Regions from separate parts of the Rattus norvegicus genome. Here regions 1, 2 and 4 are each linked to region 3. A link is a contact called in public Hi-C data. All regions are on one chromosome and are shown on one strand. Each heading gives the region's core, a stretch centred on a gene start, on an enhancer-like site or on the middle of the called end of the contact. The rest is flanking DNA. Distances are from core to core; before and after follow the strand shown. Region 1 overlaps Rpl12-ps2 (ribosomal protein L12, pseudogene 2). Region 2 overlaps Rpl12-ps2 (ribosomal protein L12, pseudogene 2). Region 3 holds the start of Tsc22d2 (TSC22 domain family, member 2). Region 4 holds the start of Erich6 (glutamate-rich 6).

The links. A called contact is a pair of places that touch in the nucleus more often than the background predicts.
Region 1: a contact with region 3 is called in a Hi-C map of liver, with 2.4 times the contacts expected there. The contact joins the enhancer-like site here to the promoter of Tsc22d2 in region 3. A contact is called at or near these places in 5 of 12 Hi-C or Micro-C datasets (the A7r5 cell line, the Rat2 cell line, kidney and 1 more).
Region 2: a contact with region 3 is called in a Hi-C map of the A7r5 cell line, with 6 times the contacts expected there. The contact joins the enhancer-like site here to the promoter of Tsc22d2 in region 3. A contact is called at or near these places in 3 of 12 Hi-C or Micro-C datasets (the A7r5 cell line, kidney and liver).
Region 4: a contact with region 3 is called in a Hi-C map of liver, with 2.6 times the contacts expected there. The contact joins the promoter of Erich6 here to the promoter of Tsc22d2 in region 3. A contact is called at or near these places in 2 of 12 Hi-C or Micro-C datasets (Schwann cells and liver).

The regions. Positions count from the first base shown.
Region 1 is chr2:144,655,085-144,659,368 of GRCr8, reverse strand. The region is part of intron 1 of Rpl12-ps2 (ribosomal protein L12, pseudogene 2); the gene reads left to right. It also overlaps the pseudogene LOC120101116. Among named protein-coding and RNA genes, the nearest start is that of Rpl12-ps2, 130 kb to the left of the region's middle. Within about 2 kb of position 2,463, at least 4 of the 93 cell types and tissues checked have an H3K27ac peak or open chromatin away from gene starts, as enhancers often do. A contact at or near this core is called in liver, where this site is marked.
Region 2 is chr2:144,599,959-144,604,380 of GRCr8, reverse strand. The region is part of intron 1 of Rpl12-ps2 (ribosomal protein L12, pseudogene 2); the gene reads left to right. Among named protein-coding and RNA genes, the nearest start is that of Kmt5al1, 160 kb to the right of the region's middle. Within about 2 kb of position 2,535, at least 3 of the 93 cell types and tissues checked have an H3K27ac peak or open chromatin away from gene starts, as enhancers often do. A contact at or near this core is called in the A7r5 cell line, where this site is marked.
Region 3 is chr2:144,794,630-144,798,882 of GRCr8, reverse strand. It overlaps Tsc22d2 (TSC22 domain family, member 2), which reads right to left and starts at 1,843. Exons shown (of 4, transcript NM_001191960.1): 1 at 1-1,843. The coding sequence starts at 1,843.
Region 4 is chr2:145,026,449-145,031,258 of GRCr8, reverse strand. It overlaps Erich6 (glutamate-rich 6), which reads left to right and starts at 3,324. Exons shown (of 14, transcript NM_001024300.1): 1 at 3,324-3,687; 2 at 4,243-4,300. The coding sequence starts at 3,477.

The DNA of each region.
Region 1 (4,284 bases), core at 1,214-3,713, 140 kb after region 3:
TGTGTGTATGTGTATATGTGTGTGTGTTTAAGATAGGCTTTCCTGCAGTCCAAGCTACTCTTAAAGTCCCTTTGTAGAAAAGGTTGGCTTTCTATCCCTCATCTCCTTGCCTCTACTCCCACGTGCTGAGATTATAGGCATTGTGCTGTCACACCCAGTTATCCAGCTGCCAAACGATATTTACCTTTAGTTTATGATCTGGGGGAGGAGATTAAGAATTACTTTAGACAATAATAACCATGCCCTCCTTCCCTTTCGGTTTCACGCAGTTCCCACCTTCAAAGTCCTTACATCAGGAAGCTAGCTGTTCCTGGCTTCTGTTCCACTACACTGAGCTGCTGCTCTTTGGACATGATTGTTTATAACCTGGTTTTCTACTCACACTTCTCCATGGCCATGCTTTACTCCTAGTTTCAATGGTCAATCTGTGTCTGTGGTGTGTTTTTTGACACTCATGGTAATTCTTATGTTTAAAAAGAGTTCTCTGTTTTCAGGGAAGAGAGAATGTGAACATTTTGTACAGTCCCTTTTATGGAATCAGCTTCTAGTTTTTGCATCCTCCACCATGGGATTTCTCTGTCTTCCAGGCATAGACCTTGCTCTTCCGAGACTCTGAAAATCTGTCATGATGATAAGGCTGAGTCTACTTAAAGTATCCGATCAAAAAAAATGGATGTAAAGACATCTGGACTGAGATTATGGGAGCTGGTTTATATTTTCTGGAGGCCATGATAATTCTCCTGGCTGGATTTGGGGGAGGCTGGCCAAGCTGCTCTTCCTCTCATCCTCTGCAAATATACTTCTCTTTGCCTTGAAGCATTGCACACTGGAGGAGTTTCTGGAACAGAAAGTTAATAGCCTCTGCTGGTCTTAGAAGGAAATTAGACTGTTACCAGCAACACCAGGGAACAACTAATGCTAAGGGAGCCTGAACTGATGAGTGGTAATATCGTGAAGAGGGGTCACTGAGTGGAGAAACAGAAGGAACAATAATGTTCTGCTGGTTAAGGGACATCTAATATGGATAAGAAACCTATAGTCAGTGGCTGTGGGATCCTTAATAGATGCACTTAACCCTTCATCCATGACTTGAATAAGTTACTGCCTGCTATCAACAAACCACATTGTATTATCCATGCAGAAAGTTGCCTGTAGGTTCCTTCCCTAGCATCCCCAGGGAGAACAGTGGGGACTCAATTTTGTACACAGGATTTATCAATTAGAATTTTCCAAAGTAACTCTGTAAGGATTATTTCTTTAAACACACACACACACACACACACACACACACACACACACACACACACACACACAGAGAGAGAGAGAGAGAGAGAGAGAGAGAGAGAGAGAGAGAGAGAGAGAAATTAAGCAGATTCAAGGATTCCTCGAAATACATAGCCTAAAGAAACAGAATGGAATTGTTTTGGTACTATTTATGTGGGAAAGAATTTACACAAACTAACCAGCATGCAAGTGTAATGGTAAGGTCCCTTTATTGAAGGACACAGTCGCCTTTGGCGACTAGGTGTCCACGAACATCTTAGCACACAGCTCTTCGGGCTGGCAGCACTTTGCAAATATTTGTTCAATCAATGCACAGGGGGAAATGCCAAGTTCGGCAGAGTTGAAAGAAATCCCAAGGGGTCAGGCCGCGCTTCTGCCATCTGATCATAGATATAAAACAACTGCTTTGATTGTTTGCAAAAGAGTCTCTGTCTCACTCTGTAGCCCAGGTTAGTGTTGAACTCACGACTGCTGCCACTTCAGTCTCCCAAGTGCTGGAATCACACATAACAGGCTTTTTTTTTCCTGGTGGGACACTGTGTACCTTTTGTACATGTTAGGCAAGCAAAGAGGTATATTACTGAACTGTATCTCTAGACTGAGGCACTGGGAATGAGTTAGATGGATCTATTCATGGCTAGGTTCCTTCTTCTTGGATTAGATTTTAATATGGAAACAAAACAATACCCCAGCACATAGCCACTCCCATCCCCTCTACCCTCCCTCTCTCTTTTCTTGAAGTGACTGTGTCACTTTGGTTGGCCTGGTGCTCTTATCTTTCCCCCTTCCCCTCCTCCTCTCTTTCCCTCTTCCTTCTCATCCTTTTCCTTCTCCTCTTCCCCCTTCTTGGTAGAACTCATGCAGCTCAGGCTGGTTTTAAATTCTCGGATCAGTTCTTAAACTCTTTTGCTGCAGTTGTCTTGAGACAGGGTCTCATACAGCTGTCCGGGTCAGTCTGGATCTATGTAGCCTAAACTGGTCTTGAACTCAGGATGATCCTTCTGCCTCAGTCATTTGAGTTCTGGGATTACAGGTGTGAGCTACCATGCTGGGTTAGGTCCCCATTCTTGAAGATCTAAGGGATTGGAATTCACAGGTGAAGTTCTCAGCTTTCAGAGACCCTGACTCAGCAACGATGAGGGCATGTACTTGTCAAGCACTTTGAGCAAACAGATCAGGTGACAAGTAACCAACCCTTTAGGTGAGGCAAGCACAGAAGAGTCAGTCGATACCAAGCCAGGAGGTTGAAAGAACGCTGCCTGACAATTTATGTTCCTAAACTGGCAAATGCATCACAAAATCAAGTCAGGGAGCAGTGGATTAAACCAAAAGCTGTTGCTATTTTTAGTGGATGGGCAAAGTGATAGATTCTGAAAATCCGAGCTGGCAAGATGGCAGTGCTCCAGGATTCAAGCATTGTTAGAGAGTTTGCAGAACTACAGACGGGCGTTGGTGACTCAATGTAGAAAACGTGTAAGAAAAGAATTTTTTTTTTTTTTTTGGTTTTTAATCAGCAGTGACAATCATTCCAGCTTGATAGTAATAATTCATTGAGCAACAAGTTGGTCCAAGTCTAATTCAGCAGGGTTTACAGTTCAGATCTTGGGATTGTTTTCAGGGTGTTCCCTGTCTGTGAATATGCGATTTTATGGGCAACTTTCTTCACATGTTTTGATTTGTTAGTGAAGTGTAACAGGAACTAATAACAATAAAATACATATGATGCCTCCTAACTGCATCCCATATGAAAGATTAAAACCACACTGTGATATAACGTGCTGAGGTAGGACATTGTTCAGCAAGGACTGTCAAATGATTTGTTTTATTAATTAATAACGCATTATTGTTGGCAACCTCTTCCTGACCTAGTCTTGTTTAAAAATAACTTTTCTATTTTAAAAGTAACACACACAGCAGCAAACTTGGAAAACAAAGAAAAAAGTCAAAGGAAACAGGTCAATAAGTCAATTTGAATCTTGCTACTCGGAGACAGCCACCATTATGTTTGGCAAGGCCCTCTGCTGTTTTTTCCATGTGTGTCTCTTATGTTGCTTGATTAAAACTTGTAGCACATTTTGCCTGCAACTTTGTGGACGTTTTTCTCACCTAATGGAATGCGGGGCAGTTGGCCCACATCAACAAAGATTCTGGATAACATCTGAGTAACTTCAAAGTGTATACAGTTTTGAAAACCCTGAATCCTGCCTTGCTGTGGTCCAGTGGGAAGGCTGCCCCTTCAGCAGTGGCTTCATCAAGACCCGAGCCATTCTTTGCATTCTCAGTGGAGGGTCCTCCTCTTTGGAATGTGAAGCCAATGACGCCCAGAGCATCCTTGACCTTCTGGGCAGGATGCAGAGAGCTTCTATTTTCTCAGGCTTCTTCCTGATAAGGGTGATCAAACGGTGAGATTCAAGATTTATTACTCAGGAATCTAGTTTATTTGCAGTTGTTCATGCTTTTATTCATGTGTTGATCCTTTCATCCACTTGCTGTCTTATTTTAGAAACTCACCACATGAAACTGTATCTACTTGCAAAACTCCAAAGGTTTCAGGTCCTGCCCATTTTGCAATCACAAATCAGACTTTTTGCTGATTTATCAATTGTTATGTTTTATGCTATGCAATGAAGAGGAATAGCTCAGATTTGTCTACCATATTATTTACGCAAATATCAATTTTATCTAGCTGTTACAAAGGTAAATAGAACATATTTATCTAAAAATTTATTTGTCTTTTTATTTATATTTTACACTTGATCTTAGCCAAAAGGCCGAGAAGCGATTTTATTTATATATTTTTTAGTAAAGGCCCAGTTTTGTTTTTTCTTTGTTTAAAACAATTCTTTTCTGAAATGAATCAGTTTAAAAAAAAAAAGACAAAACAACTTCTGAATCTATTAGACCCTGATTTTCTTGGCATCTTGTTATGTTTTGTTGTCTAGACTTTTATGAATCCTAGAAACCCTTAGGATAATTGAAAATGATAAATTATTTCTAAAC
Region 2 (4,422 bases), core at 1,286-3,785, 200 kb after region 3:
CAGCCAGAATACAGCAAATACAGAGGCGAATGCCAGCAGCAAACCACTGAACTGAGAATAGGACCCCCGTTGAAGGAATCAGAGAAAGAACTGGAAGAGCTTGAAGGGGCTCGAGACACCATATGAACAACAATGCCAAGCAACCAGAGCTTCCAGGGACTAAGCCACTACCTAAAGACTATACATGGACTGACCCTGGACTCTGACCCCATAGGTAGCAATGAATATCCTAGTAAGAGCACCAGTGGAAGGGGAAGCCCTGGGTCCTGCTAAGACTGAACCCCCAGTGAACTAGACTGTGGGGGGAGGGTGGCAATGGGGGGAGGGTTGGGAGGGGAACACCCATAAGGAAGGGGAGTGGGGGAGGGGGATGTTTGCCTGAAAACCGGGAAAGGGAATAACACTCGAAATGTATATAAGAAATACTCAAGTTAATAAAAAAAAAATAAATAAAAAAAAAAGAAAAAAGTTTTGGTGCTGTCTCACTATATAGTTACCTGAGCATGCTGTCTCACTATATATGTCTTGGGACTCAAGCTCCTCTTGCCTCAGGCTGCCAGAGTGCAGAGACTATAGGTATACCCTCTCATGCCCAGGCCCATTTCTTTTGAAACTGAAGTCAGGCAGAAGCCAAGAGATGGACTTTCAATGTGAAAGTGTTTTAATTCATATATTCAGTCATTCCAATGCATTTGTAAGATCTAATTTTAAAAATAGGCTGGGTGTGAAGATACCATGGAGGTGAATGTTTCCCAGGCCCACAACAATCTGATTTAACCTTGCTATGGCCTTTCCTCCGGGACTTGCATTATTTTTCTTTCAATTGTTCTCTCTCTCTCTCTCTCTCTCTCTCTCTCTCTCTCTCTCTCTCTCTCTCTCTCCCTCCCTTCCTCCTCCTCCTCCTTCTCCTCCTCCTCACTCCTTTTAAAAAGAGATAAAAACCAAACATGACAAAATAAAATATAATAAGATAAAACCCAAAACATCACATCAAGGTTGAACCAGGCACCCCAGTAGAAGACAAAGAACCTCAACAGAAGGCCCAAGAGCCAGAGATCTACTCGTTCACAGTCAGGATTCCCATGAAAGTACTAAGCTAAAGCTACAGTACATGCACAGAGAACATGGTTCAGACTGTGTAGAGCCTGTGCTTACTGCATCAGTCTCTGTGTTCACATGTGCCTTGCTTAGTTGATTCAGAGAGCCTTGATCTCCTGGTGTCCTCCATCCTCTGACTCTTACAGTCTTCTTCTTCTCCTTCTCCTTCTTCCTCTTCCTCTTCCTCTTCTTCTTCTTCCTCCTCCTCCTCCTCCTCCCTCTCCCCCTCCTTCTTCTTCTCCCTCTCCCCCTCCTTCTTCTTCTCCCTCTCCCACCTCTCTCCCTCTCCCTCTCCCTCTCCCTCCTCTCCCTCTCCCTCTCCCTCCTCTCCCTCTCCCTCTCCCCCTCTCCCTCTCCCTCTCCCTCCTCTCCCTCTCCCTCTCCCCCTCTCCCTCTCCCTCCCCCCCTCTCCCTCTCCCTCCTCTCCCTCTCCCTCTCCCTCTCCCTCTCCTCCTCCTTCTCCTCATCCTCCTCCTCCCTCTCCCTCTGCTCCCCCTCCCCCTCCTCCACCTCCTCCTCCTCCTTCTTCCACAAGATTCCCTGAACTTTGAGAGGAGGGATTTTGTGGATACCTCTGTTTTAGAATCTCTCTGTGCATAATGTCTGGCTGTTGGTTTCTACATCTGTTCCCATCTGTTGCTGAAGGAAGTTTCTCTGATGGCTGGATAAGCTATTTATCTATGAGTCTCTCTCTCTCTCTCTCTCTCTCTCTCTCTCTCTCTTTCTCTTTCTCTCTCTCTCCCTCCATCCCTCCCTCCCTCCCTCCTACTAGTGTTTGGTTTTAAACTACATCTCTAGAATAACTAGTCTCTGGTTCTTGGTTAGTCAAGCTGTGTCAGATTCAGGTTCCACTTCACAGAACTGGCGTTAAGTAAAATCGGATATTGGTTGACCACCCCCACAAGTTCTAGACTGCCATTGCCCTGCCATATATGGAATGCAGGCAAATTGTAGGTCAAAGGATGTGACTGGGTTTGTACTTCTCTCTTTCTTTTTGGTAACCTACAGAGGGTCTTCCTGTACCAAAGACACTAGAACATAGTTCTCCCCCACTCCTTTAATGGGGCTCTTACTAATCTCCCACCTCCAGTATTTTTTTTATTTTATCCATTTGATTCATCCATGAACTGAAACAAACTAACAACAACAAGAACAAAACCAATCTAAATACCTAAATAAAACAACTTGTATTTCTCTTGTGGTGATTTTCCAGTCTCAGCAGGTCAGCCCTGTGAATCTTCCTTCAGCTTTCAGAACAAAGACTGCCAGTTCCTCTCAGAATGGAAGACAGAACAAAGCACTTGGGAAGCATCGGCTGAGGCTGCAACTGAGAGCCTGGATCCCAGGGAAGGGTGTGGTCACTCAACACTTCTCACCCTGGAGCACAGTTAAGTGCCAACCTCACCCGGGAGGCTTACTGTTCTGTGAGAGCTCTCTGGAGACAGTGAATGCCACTTCCTTTTTTATTTATTTGGAATGCAGTTCTGAGTGTCATGTATGTATTAGTTCTTGGGCTCAAGCCAAGCTATTATGGGGGTGAGATGCAGGCTGCTATTTGGGTCCTATTGGGTAGAGGTTTAAGCTGTTATTTTAAGACAGTAAGAGGTTGGTTTGGCTAATTTTGTGTGATCAAGTTTCCTATTATGGGCTGTAATTTAAAAAGCACTTTTGAGATGTCATCATCCACAGTCTATGCTCACGGAGAACTTACTGTTCAAAGCATTCCTGGTTCAAGCGAATTTCATGCTTGGGTAGTTTTTGAGTTTTATTGTTTTCCCAGTTACCTGCCCAACTTAAGACCCTTACTGCTTCTTAACTTTCACAAATAAATTGGTTTTTTTAAAACAAAACAAAGCAAAGCAAAAGCCCCCTACAATACTAGATTCCATTCTCCAGCCATGCTGCTGTCCCTGGAGAGATATGTAAAGATATAAAGTGGGAATTTTCCCATTTCATGACTGCCTTGACTTCTAAGATTTCTTAAAGATGATCGAAACAAAGAACAGCGTGTAGAACATTACAACTGCTCTCTCTAAACTCTACGACATCCTGTAGGCCTCTGATTGACCATAAAAATTCAAACTGATTACCAAGACAACTTCCAGATGTTTACTCTCTGTACGAAATTAAATTGTAGTGAAAATTATAATTTATTTTGGTGCTTTTTATAGAACAACTCTTGCTGACATCCTTGTATGCATGTCCCTCTCATTACACACATCGTCAAAAATGTCCGTTGTATTTAAACCTCTTCCTAATTTTAACCAGAGGCGAGAAAGCTGAGTTGAGGAATGAGATGGGTGGATGAATCATTTCCATTCCATCATTTGGGAGGAAAGTGCCACAGAATTCACATGACATGACAGAGAACTGGTCCAAGTAAATTATTTGGTTTGTATTCGCAGGCATGAAAAGAAATGACAGGGATTCCAATGGACAGTAAAACTAAATCTTTGGGGAGAATCAACACACTGTGGTAAAACAGGATATGAGCCTGTCATCTTATGCATTAGGAATTGAAATCATAAATCTGTGAAAATATGTGCCATGTATCAAATGTAATGTGACAGCGAGGCATACATCAGCTAGGGAAGAGAGCAATGCCAGGTGATAAAAGGGGACAGAGACCCAAGCACATAAGAAACTGTTCAGCGGCACACATCATGTTGAAACTGTTAAAGTATATTAGTGAGAAAGGGAACTGATAAAACCAGAATGTAAAACAGAGGGGTACGCAGGAGAAGAGGAAGAAAATACCGGGGCACCAGGGAAAGGAAGACACATCAGAGCAAGAACTCACCACTGCTAATGATCTACCTCTCATGAAAAATACATAATGCTGGATGGGGCTGGTTCCCTCCTCCCTCCCGCTGATTTGATTTGTGTGTCTGCAGCTCACTAAGCCCAGTGGGGAACTGCAATGGATTCAGAACCTCTCGAATGAGCAACTGGGGACTGGCATTCCAATAGACACCAAATGCCATACGCACCGAATGCTGTATAAATAATTAAATACATCACCCAGCATTTAAATACAAGCCAACCAACATTTATTGAGGGTGCAGTCCCAGAATACTCATGTATCGGCATTTTGACAGAAAAGCAAAACCCCCAGTGAGCCACAGTGGCGATGCAAGGTAAAGAAGGACTTGAAATGGTAGATGTCACACAGTCCACTACTTTTTCATTACACTGCTCTTTTGGTATAATAGTCCGGCTGAAACTTATGTAAACTTTAGACCTATAGGCCCCCAAAACCTCAGTTTTTGTCTGTGTGAACAAACAAAATTTTTCCTTTGCCAGAAGGTTCATGGACTCTTGAAG
Region 3 (4,253 bases), core at 594-3,093:
GGTTTGCCAGGGCATCTGCAACTGGAGGCTTCACAACAGGCTTATTTTCAGCAATGAGAGAAAGTGGTGCTTGAGGTAGGGGTTCTGATTTTCTTCTAGTATCGTCAATTTGCCTGACTAAAGACTGGGTCTGAGTCTGAAACTGGCTTAGATCAGACTGTGGTAGACTTGTTGGTGCACTGTGTGTGCCTTGCGCTAAGGGTGGACCAACTTGCTGGATGACGCTGCTGCTCCGGCTGACTGGCGTATGGCCGCTCAGCTGCTGAGACTGGCCCAGAGGCGCGGGTACATTTGGCATAGTAACAGAAGTGGTGGGCACAACAGGCACGCTTGGAACGGGTACCGCTGCAGGCACGTTTGGAACTCCGGGCACCACGGTGTGAGGACCACCAGGCACGGCTGACAGCTGAACACTGCCACCCATATGTGGCGGAGGCTGCACGGACTGGGGCTGCCCAACCCCGGTCAGCCCAGAGCCAGGCTGCACCACGCCTCCTATAGCAGCTGGGGCCACTCCGGCCGGCTGACAAGGAGCGGCCTGGCCCACGGGAACCGGACCCGGGGCCACGACTTCACTGGGCTGGGCAGAGGCGCCCATCATCTGGGCACCCAAGGAAGAAACGCTCTGGCCAGATCCCAGAGGAAAGCTGGCCGCTGAAGCAGAGGTCGCGCTAGCGCTGGTAGACAAGGGCTGCGCAGGGCTTGGTGGCTGCAGGGCCACGTGCGGCGGCAGGTACTCACTCTGGCCCGATGGCTGGACCGGCAACAAATGCCCGGGTGGTATCGGAGGCTGGGGATAGGCGAACTGCTGTGACAACGAGGAGCCGACCGCCGGGCCAGGCTGAGCTGTCAGGGCCACAGGCTGTGCCAGGTTGACATTCGGCGGCGGCGGCAGCCCCTGGCCAACAGGCCCGGGGAGGGCGCCGCCGGCTACGGCTCCCTGGAGCTGAGTTGGCTGAGTGGCTGCCGTCATTGGCTGCGACCCGGTCGCTGCTCCGGGGAACAGCGGCAGCGACACCGAACTTGGAGCCACAGCCCCACCTACGGGCGGTGGAGGCTGTGGCTGCCCAACGCTGAAACTCTGCGGCTGGGCGAGAGTGGGCTGGCTCATTTTCTCCGACGGGGGTAGCTGTGACACAGCAGTCAAGGAGCTGTCAGTTCCCGAGTCCAGCCCGTGCGCCCCCTGCATGGAGGCCACCACCACCACCACCGACCCTCCGGTGGCGCCCAAGCCGCTGTCCCGCTCTGCAGTCTGCTCCAAAGTATTGCTGTGTCTAATGCAATCCCCGGACCTACTGAGGACGCTACTATCTGAATCCCGCTCGTAGTATTCCATACACGTCCATCGGCCGCGCCGATACGGCTCTCCGCTCCCGTGGTCTAGTTTGATCACGCGGAAACGGGAACTACAAGTGGCAGGGGGCTGAGATGGAGTTGCACTACTTGGCCCAGGAGCAGACACTGAAGTGGCAACCGCCGCCAGGGTCTGGGAGAGTGCCCCTGCCACGCTCCGGGCCGGCACGCCGCCGCCTCCGTTGGCGGGCACAGCTGAAGCGGCTGCCAGCTGCCCATCTAGGATGAGGTTCGGGGACACAGTCCCGGGAGTTTCCGCATCCCCGACATTGTTGAGCGTCTCTTCCGAGGAGCTGCGCTCGCACACCTCCTCTGGGCCGTAATCCGTGGCCCGAGAAACGTCGAAGATCTCGGAGGACACGTCCTCCGTGCGCGACTCGTCCGGGTCGTCCAGGCTCTCGGTGTCCTCGGTGATGCTAGTGGCCACCTGGGCCGTGGTGACACTGGTGATCTGGAAGCAGCTCTTCTTCTTGGCCGGCATCTTGGACATGGTGGAAAAGGCTGGAGGACAGAGGCTCCTCTGGGACCCCACCGGAAACCGAGAAGGGCCGAGCACGGGCCCCCAAAGACAAAGTCCGAGTTCGCGCCTGGGTCTACGGCCCACGCCGCAAGTCACGGGCTGCTCTGGGCGCCGGCGTCTAGGCGCGACATCCTCCTCCTTCCTTCTCACCTCCCGCGGCAGTGGTGCCTCAATTCAACCCGTCAGTGACGGTCCGAGCGTGGTTCAGGGGCGGGCCGGCTGCTCGCACAGCTCAGCCGCCGCGGTCAGTCCAGCCCGGCGCTCGGCGCGGTCAGCAGGCCCGGCTGGGGGTGGAGCGCAGGGCGCAGGAGGCGGCGGCGGCGGCGTGAGGGGCGGTTCTGCCCCGCTCGGGCTCTTTTGGCCGGGTCCCGCGGCTGCTCCCGCGCGGCGACGCGGAGGAAGAAGGCGGAGCGGCGAGGCCGGGACCGGCGCTTCCTGACGGGGCTGGAGGTCCGCGGCGGGAGGCAGCCCTCCGTCCCGGGCTCTAGCCCGAGCGCAGTCCCGGGGCCATGCCGGCGGTGGCGGCGGAAGCCCGCTCGGGGGCGGGGAAGGCCGGCAGTCTGGCCTCCCTCAGGGAGCCACCCGCTGCGGCGGGCCCGGCCTCCTCGCGGCTCTGAGGCGCGTGAGGGGCGGCGGCGGCTGAAGGAACGGCAAGCGTGCGGAGGCGCTCGGCGGCGTGAGGGGGACCGGTGGAGGCGTCTTCCGCTTCTCCTCGGCGCGGCCGGTTCGTAGACTCCGGAAAAACTGAAATTCAAACTGCTGAAGCAGCGGCTGCAGCTCCCTCCACTCGGCCAAGATGGGGCTGAAATGGCCGCGCCAGGGATGCTGGGAGGAGCAGCAGCCCCGCAGCCGCTGCCGCCGCAGACTAAAATGCCGCCGCTGCCGCAGCCACCGCCAGCGCCGCAGCCGCCGCCGTTCCGTGACGCGTCGGCGTCGTGACGTCACCGCCCCGCCCCCTCCGGTTTCCTGCAGCTTCTCGTGGAGGCTTGAGGGGGGTTCGTGGGCGGGGCCAAAGGGCAGAGAAAAGGGAGCGGGTTCTTTATTTAAAATTTTTTCAAATTTAAATTTTACGCTGCAGGTTCATTAGGAGTTGAGACGCCAGAGGACGGTTTTTATTTGCAATCCTGGAACGTCGCACGGTTTAGTGCCGGCGTGTGGAAATCCTGGATGACCCGAGGTCATGTGCTGGGTCTAACGTTTAACAGAGTCTTAGTGGAACCCGGGTGATAGGGGAGAAAAGTAGGGCGATCCAGCTGCAGAAGAGATGTATGTCTGGAGAAAGCGAGTCGCGTTAAAAAGCCCTGAAAATATGATAGTCGGAGAAGTGAGATTTAAGAGAAACGAGGGTGACAAACACAGAACAGCAAGCCAGACTGAATTAGAAAGATGATCTTTCAGACAGAAATTCTGTTTTCAACAACAGCGTTAGGGATGATTACTTGCCCAGAGTAAAGTCGGGTTTCGAAAAAGATTAGGAGTTAGTAACATATTCCAAATTTCCCAGGATTTGCTGTGATTCAAGCCTGCAAGAGTTCATTTAACTTTTGAGACGTTGAACGTGAAATCTGCTTATAGGTTCCAAAGTTGAAGAGCCTATGGTGTTAAATAAGTGGAGCTCTTTTGATTGTGCTAAGGCCTTGTTGTTACTTGGTTTGCATCATGCACAATAAAATACCTCTTTCTTCCAGGACTAAGTCAGACAGCAGCTCTGAAAGTGCCACTGAATTTTCCATCTGGTAGCTACTTCCTAATCAAAACCAAGAGTCCATTTGAAAAAAAAAAAAAAAAAAGAGGGAGAGAGACCTGTTGTAGCCTAGGCTACTTACTTAAACCAAAGTGGCCTTGAACTTAGAGTGAGCTTCCTGCCTCTGCCTCCCAAGTGCTGGCAATCAGCTCCACATTGGGAGGGTGAGGATGTTATTTTAAACACTGGCCACTCTTGAACTCTTGATATATGAAAAGAGCTCCCATTTAGCTAAAGTCTGAGAAGTTTTGCTGGAACTCAAGATGTCAGATTTATTGCAGCTTTTAGAGATCATATCAGGCTGACTCATTTAAAGTAGTTTACTCAGTTCTTCAACCGTAAAAGAACTCTTTTATCCAACAACAGATTGAGAATTAAAATTTACACAGTTTTTTAAGGTACTTAGCTGTAATTTACAGAGATAAATATTTTAAACTCAATAGAAACTGTGCTTCAAACCCAAATGACAGAGGTCAGTATAAAAACCAATACCTCCCTGTTTCTTGAGGGGGCACAGGAAAAAACGAAACTGTTACATGCTGTTATTATTATGCCTGAGATAGCTGATGGAATACTTCATTTCTAAATCTGTAATCAGTAATTTCTCAAGACAATATGGTAGAAATAATTGGCTTG
Region 4 (4,810 bases), core at 2,075-4,574, 230 kb before region 3:
CTTCCTGCCTTGGGGCTGCATTTCGGATATATTTGGGCATTAGTACAACATCATTCTATCAGGTTTCTGCGTTAACTGATTCTCTTGTGTCCTGCCAAATGCAGTGAGACCATTTAAATGGGTTAGTTGAAGCTAGCAGAGGGTATTGTTAAACATAAGCCACACCCTCCTCAGAGGGACCCCAGCTTACAAAAAGTGAAGCCCTCCTCAGCAAACATCAATCATGTTTTCTCCTGCTGTGCATGCCTGTCTTTTCAGTGGGGGGAACGTGTGGTGGTAACCAATAGTTCTCTGACTGGACTCAAGGCCTGATCAATAGGGGAGAAATCTTCCCTGCTACTGGAAAACTAGCTAACTACCTGAGTCAGTGAGGTCACGGCTCCTAGAGAAGAAGCTATTTCCACCACCTTACTAAACCAGCAGGATTATTAACTGCGTCCTAATTCCCCGTGCCTATACCCACAAATAAGTGTGGTTTTCACCCCTCATTAAAGAGACTTCTCTTTGCAACAGACATCGTTGCAGAAAACCACAACTGTCCGAAAAGAGGACAGTGATTATGGGGTGTCCAATTCCCTGAAGGATACATCCATAACCCAGCCCTTGTACTTATAGCTCAAGGAACAGGGCAGAAGGCTGGAAGAGCCAAAGGACCAGGAAATGGCTGCAAGAGTGCATCTGTGTCTCATAAAAATGACAAGGAAGCTCAACAATGAGGAGAGGTCTACAGTGCTCTGCACACCAGCACCAACTTTGAATTGTACAGAAATCGAGGTCTGGCCTTTCTCAAAGTACTCGGAGTAATGAAAAGGAAACGGCACATGACAACAGAGTGTCTTTAAACACATGAGGGCTTATCTGAAGCTCTCGAGACATTATTTTATAGATTATAGAAATTATCAGGGTTTTCTAAACAGAATTATACAGATCTACAAAATGAAATAAAACACAGTATCCATTTTCCAAAACAAAGTAGCTGAACAACCAGCCGAAACAATCAGCTAAGTAGAAAGGTACTGGCTGATAGTTTTCAATTTACCCATCAAGGGATGAAGGCTTGATCATCTCAGTCATGTAGCTTGCCCAATCTCAAGTCCCAGATCCTGGGAAGACACTGGGAAATGAGATTGCGGAAGAGCTAGATGATCCCTGGTCAGAAGGACAAGAAAGTGACATCTGGGGAAACAAGGCCCTGCTCTTTGTGGAAGGAGAGTCCCTAAAACTTTTTAAAGGAAGCTGGGAAGATCTAAAAAGGAATACTGTTTAAATATAGCTCACAGCGTAATTGGGGAAATGTAGCCGTCATAGAACCCATCCAGAGGCAGGTGGTCTTGACTAAACATACCCCACACACACCCTCCAAGTCTCTCCCCACAGCTTGACTGCACTCAACGATCTCTGGAAAGAGAAACAAAGCTGTCCCTTTATTTACATGGGTTACTTCCCTAATCAGAGGGCCAATTGAATTTCAGGACCTAAGAGTGCTTACACCACCAGAGCGCTCTTAGTAGGACAGAAGCTCGGTTGTAAGGAGCATTCCGCAGGCCCTGGGCTCATTCCCTAGCACCCATTCCCAACGTTCTAAAACTGTCTGAATCGGACTTCTTAAAGTCCCACCTACTGCTCTCACTCCCAAACCGCACAAGGTTTCTGGAGCGCGACTTCCTGCCCTGAGTCTGATGTGCTGCTCTCCATGGTCCTGTCCGCCCACACTTGACCTTTCTTCCCAAGCCACTCAAACATCTGGACTGCCTCACTAGCCTGTAGCAAGCATTCCATTGGCCTTGGAGACCTTCCAGTCTTTCAAAAACATTCTGTGCAGTTTCTCTCTGCCCCACCCACAGGAGTATTGGACCTCTTCTGCCACCCACTCCCTGGTCTATATTCTAATGCCTGTGACCTTGATGAACCCTGCCAAGTAGTTAGGTACTCTTTGACAGCTACTTAGGCAGGCTTTTACCTAGTGTCCTGGCTCTCCACCCAACAGAGACCTGGCTCACAGGAGTGCTTAATAAATATAGAGTCGAATTAGCAGCCATAAAAATAATTGCTCAGTGAACCAACCACAAAACGGGACCATGTGTGTTTGTCTAAATGAAAACAAACGTTAAGGCCACTGTGCCACCACATAGTCTCCATCATGGAGTTGCCCTGCCTCCCGAAACATGAGCAGCTCCTTAGATCCTCTCCCAAACCACTTTGGGGGAAGTCTATCCTCAGATAGGACCTTCCAAAAATGTCACACTGCAGTTAAATTCAGTACCTCCACGTCCCTACGGTGGCGTTCCCAGTGGTCTTAGACTATGTCTAAAATTATAGGCCATTATTCCATAATAATCAATACCCACAAATATCTTAAAGGCATCATCGTTCCCAGTTTCCCCCCAGAAATAGACTAACAGAAGTCAAGTGAAATAGCAGAAATCACGCTTAGTGACTCACGGGCCTGACCCTGGGCATCCAATGAGTGAGTCAACCAGATGCCCACCATGTTTTCCTGAATACCATCTTTAGTATGTGCAAATATTGTACACAAAAAAATAATTTAAAGTAACATAGAAGTTTTCTATTTCCAAAACAAAAGGATGGATCAAGCAATCAACCAAACTAGGGCTAGAGTAGCCCAAAATATCTCAGCAGCAAAATATACAGGATGCCAAACAACAGCAGCAGCAGCAGCAAACATAAGATAATGTAATCATAAGTCAGCAAACTACAGACCAAATGTGGTGTCTAATATCATAAGCAGAATTTTACTGTAATTTCCAAAAGGCATTCTTCTACTAAAAAATCAAATTCCACAGTTCCCTCAGTGCCAAGTGACATTGTGGGTATTGGTTCCCAGAAGCCATATCCTCTTAAAAATCGAGAAGGGCTGACTCCAAGGAAAGGGAGGTTGCTTCTTTGCCATCTGGGAGGGGCTCAGAGACCTTGAAAGCAAAGGCAGAAAGAAGGTTAGCTCTGGGTGGGGAGTGAGGGACCACCTACCACCGGGAGCGCTAAAGGGGTCCTGTGGCTTTAAACCCCCGAAAGGTCGAAAGGTCGTAGGTTGCCCTGGGAGACAGACGCTCAACCACTGAGCTTTGCGGGGGCTGCCGGCAGACATGTGGCATCAGGGTGTACAGAATCCTGGAAAGAGCAATCCAAAGTTAAAAGAGCAGAATGAAGCGTCGAAGGGGAAAGAGAAGATGGTGGAAGAGAAGGCGCAGGGGACGCAGGGGGAGCAGGGAGCACGGGAGGCACAGGGGATACAGGGGGAACAGTGGGAGCAGGGGGAGCAGGGGGAGCAGGGGGAACAGGGGGAACAGGGAGAGCAGGGGGAACAGGGGGAACAGGGAGAGCAGGGGAAGCAGGGGGAGCAGGGGGAGCAGGGAGAGCAGGAGGAGGAGGGAAAGCAGGAGAAGCAGGGAGCTCAGAGGAGGGATGATAGGGCGAGCAAGCAGCAGTCAAGCCTGAGCGAGTTCCCTGAGTTGTTGATGGAAGATGATATCTGGAAGGCGGTGGACCTCAGTGGAGTCTTTGACGAAGACTCGGTGGAACTTCGTCCCCGCCTAACTAGTGTGTCCAGCCCCAGCCTGAGCTCTACGCCCCCGCCCAGCCCGTTGTCCAGTCCCTCATGGAGCGAAGAAGAGCTGCCAGCGCCACGCAGCGACGGTTCTCCTGCTTCCAGCATCTCGGCCCACAAAAGTAGCGTTGGGCTTCTCCTCCCTTGGGATCCTGGCCTGAAAGGCGGCCTGTGCTTCCCCCTCCCCCACTGCTCTTACACTATCAAGTCTTGGCTAACTGCTATGACAGCTCCTAGTGTAGGATGTAAAGGAAATCCTTCAGCAAAAGTGAAAGGTGGAAGTTGTGGTCATCCTGGGGCACTACTGCCTGTGGGGTGCTGAACTACTTACTGAAGCAGTTCTGCTATAACACGGCCGGCCGCTCTCTCCTGTGCACTGAATGAACTTCCTTGCTGGGATCTCTGTCTTATTTTAAAGGGAAGCAGAGCATTTAGAACGAGCTTCTTGAACTCAAAGTTCACATTTTACTGTGGGCGGCGTATCTTTACTGTTGGGGGAAAGGATGGTGTCCTTGTGCATTCTAGGATATTTTGTTTATCAGCGTACACAAATCATACACACAGCCCTGTGACAACCACGCTGGTACAGCCCTCACCAAATGTTCTCTGGGAACAAAACTTGCCTTGGAGAAACTGTGGCATGAAGTGGCTAAACTGTTTAATGTTTCATTTGACAGGCTATCCCAAAATATTTCAAACATTTAAGAAAGACTTGTCTGAAGTGACTGTAGATAGGTAAGAAAATGTTTTCAATTGTCAGTATTTTTTAAAGCAAATAATTGTTTACCTTTTTAGATAGACTTGTTATAAATAATCCTAGGAACTTACAACTTGCTTACTCAAAAGTGTTGGTTTTAGTTTTGGTTTTCCCAAGCATGCTAGGACTTGCTGTAATCCCAACATTCTAGAGGCGGTGGTAAGAGGACCCCAAATTTCGGGCCACTCTATCTTACATAGCATGAATCATGAAACGTAAAAACAAACAAACGAAACCCCTTACACTAGTAGGCACTTTGTAAGAGATAGAGATGACGTTCCTGTCTCCACCTTATTACCCAATTGTATGTTTGATGTGTCTGCTTATCAACGTGATCCAAAGTAAACGCATGCTGTGCAGACAATAATAAGTAGTGGGAGTGGAAGAGAGCTCTTTAGTTAAGGAGTAGATGGAGTTGAGTTTCCAGCGCCCACCTGAGGCATCACACAACTGCCTGTAACTCCAGCTACAGGCTCCCGCAGGATCTA